Linked DNA regions of Sus scrofa: region 1 is linked to region 2. The links are chromatin contacts, called in public Hi-C maps. All regions are on one chromosome and are shown on one strand. Each heading gives the region's core, a stretch centred on a gene start, on an enhancer-like site or on the middle of the called end of the contact. The rest is flanking DNA. Distances are from core to core; before and after follow the strand shown. Region 1 holds the start of SUSD1 (sushi domain-containing protein 1). Region 2 overlaps SUSD1 (sushi domain-containing protein 1).

Region 1 (2,700 bases), core at 96-2,595, 72 kb before region 2:
TGGGCTTAAAAATGTCTTTTTTTTTTTTTTTTTTTTGGACTGTGCCCAGTGCATGTGGAAGTTCCTGGGTTAGGGATCAAACTCTTTCCAGAGCAGTGAGCAGTGACCAAGGTGGATCCTTAACCCACTGCGCCACAAGAGAACCCTAACAATGTCTTAAATGAATGTATTTTTGTTGAAACAATTACATTATTTCAAAGTTCATGAAGGTTAACCAAAAACTGTCTAAATACTAGGAGACAGGCTGCAGTCCTGGAACTGTCTATCTCCTGCTCCCCTAAGCAGGCTCCTATCTTTGCTGAGCAAAAAACAATTAGCAAGAAACCTGCTGCAAAAGGGCTTAGGAATTTTATTTTTAACTACTTCTTTTTAAGGCTGCACAACAAGTTTAGCCCTTATATGGGTGTGTTCATGGGTGGTTAGGGTTAGAGCAGGGGGGTGGGTGGCACAGAGAGAAAGCAAGTGAGGATGGGAGTGAAGCAGTGGGGGGCCCTGTTTTGAGGGATCCCCAAGACATCCCAAGCTGAAAGCCTTCAACCTGGAACTTATTTTTCTTCCCCTTGCAGCCTCTCCCTACCCCCTTTGTGTTTCTATTTCAGTGACTATTTCACCATCAACCCAGTTGCCCAAATCAAACGTTTAGGTGACATCTGTAATTTCTCCTTCCTTGTCTACCACATTCTACTGGTCATAAAAGCCAGTGGAGTCCACCCAGTACCACTCTCATTTGTCACTTCTCTTCCCACTCATGGCCAGTGCCCTGCTCCCAGACAAGTGCTCCCTTGCCTGGATCTCTGCAGCAGCTCCAGGCCGACCCCCTGCCTCCCCAACCCAAACCCGATCCCACACAGTGGACCCTGGGAGCCTTTTCTGATGAGGTCACTCTGCTTAAAGCCCCGTGACAGCTTCTCCGCAACCTCCTTTACTTGGTACATGAGGTCTTTATTTCCACAGCTCACTGCCTCTCTCCAAGGGTCCTTCGCACTTTGAGGAGGTCCTGCTCCCCATTTCTAGAATCGCCTTTCACCGCTTAGATTCCTCTCCTGCTCTTCTCACCCTCAGGTCTTCGCTTACTTGTTCCTAAGGCCTCCCTGAGTCCCCAAGCTCAGTGGCCTCTGAGCAGCAGGAACTCCTGCCAGCTCTGTCGCCTCTGACAGTCTTGTCGCTTGGTCGTGCCTGTCGCCCCTGGGTGGCCTGGACCGGCAGCTTCTCGCCCTCTCACTTTGCTCTTGTAGCTCCAGACACTTCACCTTAGTTCTCTATCAGCTCCTGGAAAATTCCTCCTCTTTCTGCCCCTCACCTCTCTTCGTTTGCCCCCCAGGGGGTACCTCCCTGAGCCCCCGACCGGCTGGGATCCCTCGATCGTTCCGCACGCTTAGAGTTCGGGACATCTCCTCCTAGCACAGTCCGGGACTCTATATTCAGCTGTGTCATTAGGCTGGACCTGCCGGGTGTCCCCGGGCCCCCAGCGCGCCAGACGCGCAGCAGGTGCACTGCCGCCGGGTGTAGGAGTGAGGGAGCCGAACGAGCGTTCCCCCGGCGCGCAGCCTTGGTGGGGGTAGGAAGGCCGCACTCGCAGTCGCCGCCCCCCACCCCCACCCCCACCCCCGGGACCCCGCGGCGCCCTCCGCTCCCCCACGCGGCGCCGGAAGCGGCCCGCCCGTCCCCCTCCCCGGGGCGCCCGCCGCCTTATCTCGGCGCCTCCGGGCCGCAGGAGGAGTCGCGGGCGCGCGGGGTGGGAAGTGGCGGTGGTATGGCCCGGGGGCCCCGGGGCGCGGGCTTCCCGCCTGGCCGCCTGCTGTCGCTCCTGCTGCTGCTGCTGCTGCTCTGCCTGGCCCGCGGCGCGCCCCGGACGCCCGGCGCAGACGGTGAGTGCTGACAGGGAGCGCGCGCGGCGCCGGGGGCGCCCTCGGCCTGGCCCCAGACCCAGCCGGGCGCGCCCCGGACGCTCCTCCGCCCCTGGGCTGGGCGGGCTTGGAGCCTGGGCTTGGGGCGCAGGTCGGGGATCGAGAGGGCGGGGCTCCGACAAGCGGGAGGGCCTCCCGGGCGACTTCCCCGCCCCCGTCCCGGGGCCTCGGGGCCACTGTGGACGACAAGGGCGCGGCGGCCCGGCCTGCTGCCCCGGGAGGACCTGGCGCGAACTGGGGCTGGGCGCGAGCTGGGGGCCCCGGGAGAGCCGCACCCACTCAGCGAGGGCGTGGAAGGGCGTTCCGCTTGCACTGTCACGCTTCCGGCCCCGCTGTGGCTTTGAGGGACAAATTCTTGACCCGAAGCAATTTTCTTTCTACCTTTTAAGTTTTTACCTTTGATGAAGAACCAGATGCTAATATGGTGAGAAAGAAGTGTAAGGAACTTTAGGGGAATAAAGCATTCATTAATTAGTTCATGTATTCAACAGATGAATGATCCTTGAATAGTTTCTGTGTGAGGGATGTGAGGTCGCGGTGCTGGCCCTATTCTGGGGAAAACAGACAAGCAAATAATCCATTTCCTGGCAGTTGACGTATTTTTTTTTTTTTTTTCCCTCTTTTTAGGACCGCACCCGTGGCATATGGAGATTCCCAGACTGGGGGTCGAATCCCAGCTGTAGCTGCCGACCTACGCCACAGCCACAGCAACGCAGGGATCCGAGCAGCGTCTGTGACCTACACCACAGGTGGCCTTATGACCAGATCCTTAACCCACTGAGCAAGGCCAGGG
Region 2 (2,847 bases), core at 254-2,753:
ACGAATCCGACTAGGAACCATGAAGTTGAGGGTTCGGTCCCTGCCCTTGCTCAGTGGGTTAACGATCCGGCATTGCCGTGAGCTGTGGTGTAGGTTGCAGACGCGGCTCGGATCCCGAGTTGCTGTGGCTCTGGTGTAGGCCGGTGGCTACGGCTCCGATTCAACCCCTAGCCTGGGAACCTCCATATGCTGCAGGAGCGGCCCAAGAAATAGCAACAACAACAACAACAACAAAAAAAGACAAAAGACAAAAAAAAAAAAAAAAAAAAAGTCTGTTCCATGAGGCTTGTCTATGGATTGCTTATGAATAAAAGGAAATGAAAAGAGAACTCCCTGGCGGCAGGTTAAGGATCTGGCGTTGTCTCTGCTGTGGTGCAGGTTTGACCCTAGTCTGTGGTCTGGAAACTTTTGTATGCCACAGGCACAGCCAAAAAACAACAACAACAACCAAAAAACCCTTTAAAATTAAAAAGTAAAAAGACAAGAAATTAAGAGAATTCTGCCCAGAAACTCAGTTCAGTCTCCTTCACTTGAGTTGGCTCAAGGGATTATGTAGAATAGCCTGACATTTCGTCCATCTGAGATGTTACACGTTTTAAGTTTAGTCTTGTAGCTGGTGGAGGGGGAGGTGATCGGATGGGTAGGATAGCTTTGTCAAGTCCTCCCCTAGTTTAGCTTGCTATTGTATTAAAAATAATTCTGTGTGGGTGAGGACAAGTAGAAGCAACCTTTTTGCTGTCTTTCTTTGAGCTTATAGACTATACATTTGGAAACCAGAGAAATTTAAGGCATCCCTTTCTTTTAATCTCATGACAGTTTAAAGTTCTGGGTCAAAGGCAGTATCTGAATAATTTTTATCACTCAACATCATTTAACTTCACAACGAGGGAACGAGCTGCCGTCCTGTGTTTAGATCTGTATCCGGCAACTGATTACACAGTGAATGTCACCCTCCTGGGATCCCCCGAGCGGCACTCAGTGCAAATAACGACAACCACCGCACCAGCAGGTAGGTGTAGATGTCTTTCTGTATCTCAGAACAACGAGTTAAGGGTATGTATTAAACTGCACAATGTGAGGGAGCATCAAGGAGGCTGGTCTTGGAGTCAAGAGACCTGGGTTCTAGTTCTAACAAACTACCAACTTTGTCTGGGGTGCAGGGTGCCTGCATCTCACCACCTACCCCTTTCCCCATAGGGGCTCTGGCTCAGAGAAGGTCTAGACCAGGAGAGGACTGCTCTCTGCAGGACTCCCTGGGAGTGATGGGTTGAGAATCCTGTCCGGCTTCCTATCTCTCACCCCAAATTTTAAGACAGCTGAACCCTAAGCGTAGTCATTACCGACAACTGGAGACAACTTCCAGGAGATCAGAAATGTGAGCTGCACTGAATCGAGCAGGGTAGGACAGAGAGGCTCCTGTGTGGGTTTGTCGGGCACATTCACCTAACACAGAGAACAGTGACGTGGCCCAAAAGCGGGTCAGTCTTCTTCCCCTTTGGTTGGTGAGGAAGCCTTCAGAGGCGGCTGCGTCAACTCCACAGCGCCCCCTAGTGGGGAGGGATGCAGCCGTCTCCCCAGTTTCTTTTGTTCTTTAATCAGTTGGGTTTGACAGGCAAATTTATGGGCAACCAGGCAGAGAGGCTGCCTCCTCTGAAGGAAAACAGTGGAATAGGATAAGTCTTACTTCTGCCTTCCCAAGGCCCTTCTCCTGTTCACCAGTGACCTTCATTGGTCAAGAGTGGGCACTTTGGTCTTTGTACTTGGAAGCCTCTGAAATATAATAGACACTAATGAAGGCCATGCAGCACTAGAGGCTGCAAATCCACTCCATTCTATTTTCCAACCAGATTATGCCTTGTATCAGATCGTGTCTTATATCAGCCGAGGTTGCACAATGAATACCTCATGTCTGCATAAACCTAGCCCCCTACGACACTTCCAGCTACTCGTGATTTGACTGTATTCCCTCCAATGATTAAATCCTCAGAGGAATTAAAGTCTAAAAATAACACCCACCTCCCCATGTAGATTAAAGTGTGAAGGCGCTAATGTCCCGGGTTCTTTCCTCCTCAATGTCTTCTCTGTGAAGCCTGTGTCAGAGGGGCCTCCCTGAGATGGAGAGTGTGTTCTGGCTGTGACAGTCTAGGAATCTTGTTTAGTAATAGATGTTACTCCTGAGATACCGCCAACATTGAATTCCAAGTTTCATTTTGCCATTTCTCAACATGAGTCCCAGAGATATAAAACCGAGAAAAGCAGAAATTATTATTATTATTGTTTTGTCTTTTTTTGCCTTTTCTAGGGCCGCTGCCACAGAGGTTCCCAGACTAGGGGTCGAATCGGAATTGTAGCCGCCAGCCTACACCACAACCACAGCAACACGGGATCCGAGCCGCATCTGCAACCTACACCACAGCTCATGGCAACGCCAGATCCCTAACCCACTGAGCGAGGCCAGGGATCGAACCTGCAACCTCATGATTCCTAGTTGGATTCATTAACCACAACGGGAACTCCGAAAAGCAGAAATTATGTGATAGGTGTACAACATTGTGAATGTACTAAAAATCACTGAATTGTATACTTTGAGTGGTTAACTTTTTTAGCTAAGCGAAATAAGTAATATTTATTTTACAGGACCTTTCTTTTAAAATAATACTGACGTGGTCGCATAAGCCAGTTTCATTTCAGTCACTGTTTTAATTACATATACTAATTAAAGACATATTGGGGGATTTTAGAAACAGTTATCTAGGCATGCCATAAGGTTTTATAGCTGACATAAAGTGGTTCATTTTATGTCGTGAGAATTTCATCTCAATTTGAAAAAAAAAATACGATGGGTTA

What was found. Hi-C and Micro-C count contacts between places; a contact is called where the count stands out from the background.
Region 1: a Hi-C map of alveolar macrophages shows a contact between it and region 2, with 2.0 times the contacts expected there. The contact joins the promoter of SUSD1 here to the enhancer-like site in region 2. A contact is called at or near these places in 2 of 5 promoter capture datasets (fetal liver and fetal skeletal muscle), 8 of 47 Hi-C or Micro-C datasets (alveolar macrophages, blood, embryonic fibroblasts and 3 more) and 2 of 2 datasets of contacts at active chromatin or transcription factors (alveolar macrophages and skeletal muscle).

The regions. Positions count from the first base shown.
Region 1 is chr1:252,955,158-252,957,857 of Sscrofa11.1, reverse strand. It overlaps SUSD1 (sushi domain-containing protein 1), which reads left to right and starts at 1,345. Exons shown (of 16, transcript XR_002337296.1): 1 at 1,345-1,868.
Region 2 is chr1:252,883,112-252,885,958 of Sscrofa11.1, reverse strand. It overlaps SUSD1 (sushi domain-containing protein 1), which reads left to right. Exons shown (of 16, transcript XR_002337296.1): 10 at 817-1,009. Among named protein-coding and RNA genes, the nearest start is that of SUSD1, 72 kb to the left of the region's middle. Within about 2 kb of position 1,503, at least 22 of the 83 cell types and tissues checked have an H3K27ac peak or open chromatin away from gene starts, as enhancers often do. A contact at or near this core is called in alveolar macrophages, embryonic fibroblasts and fetal liver, where this site is marked.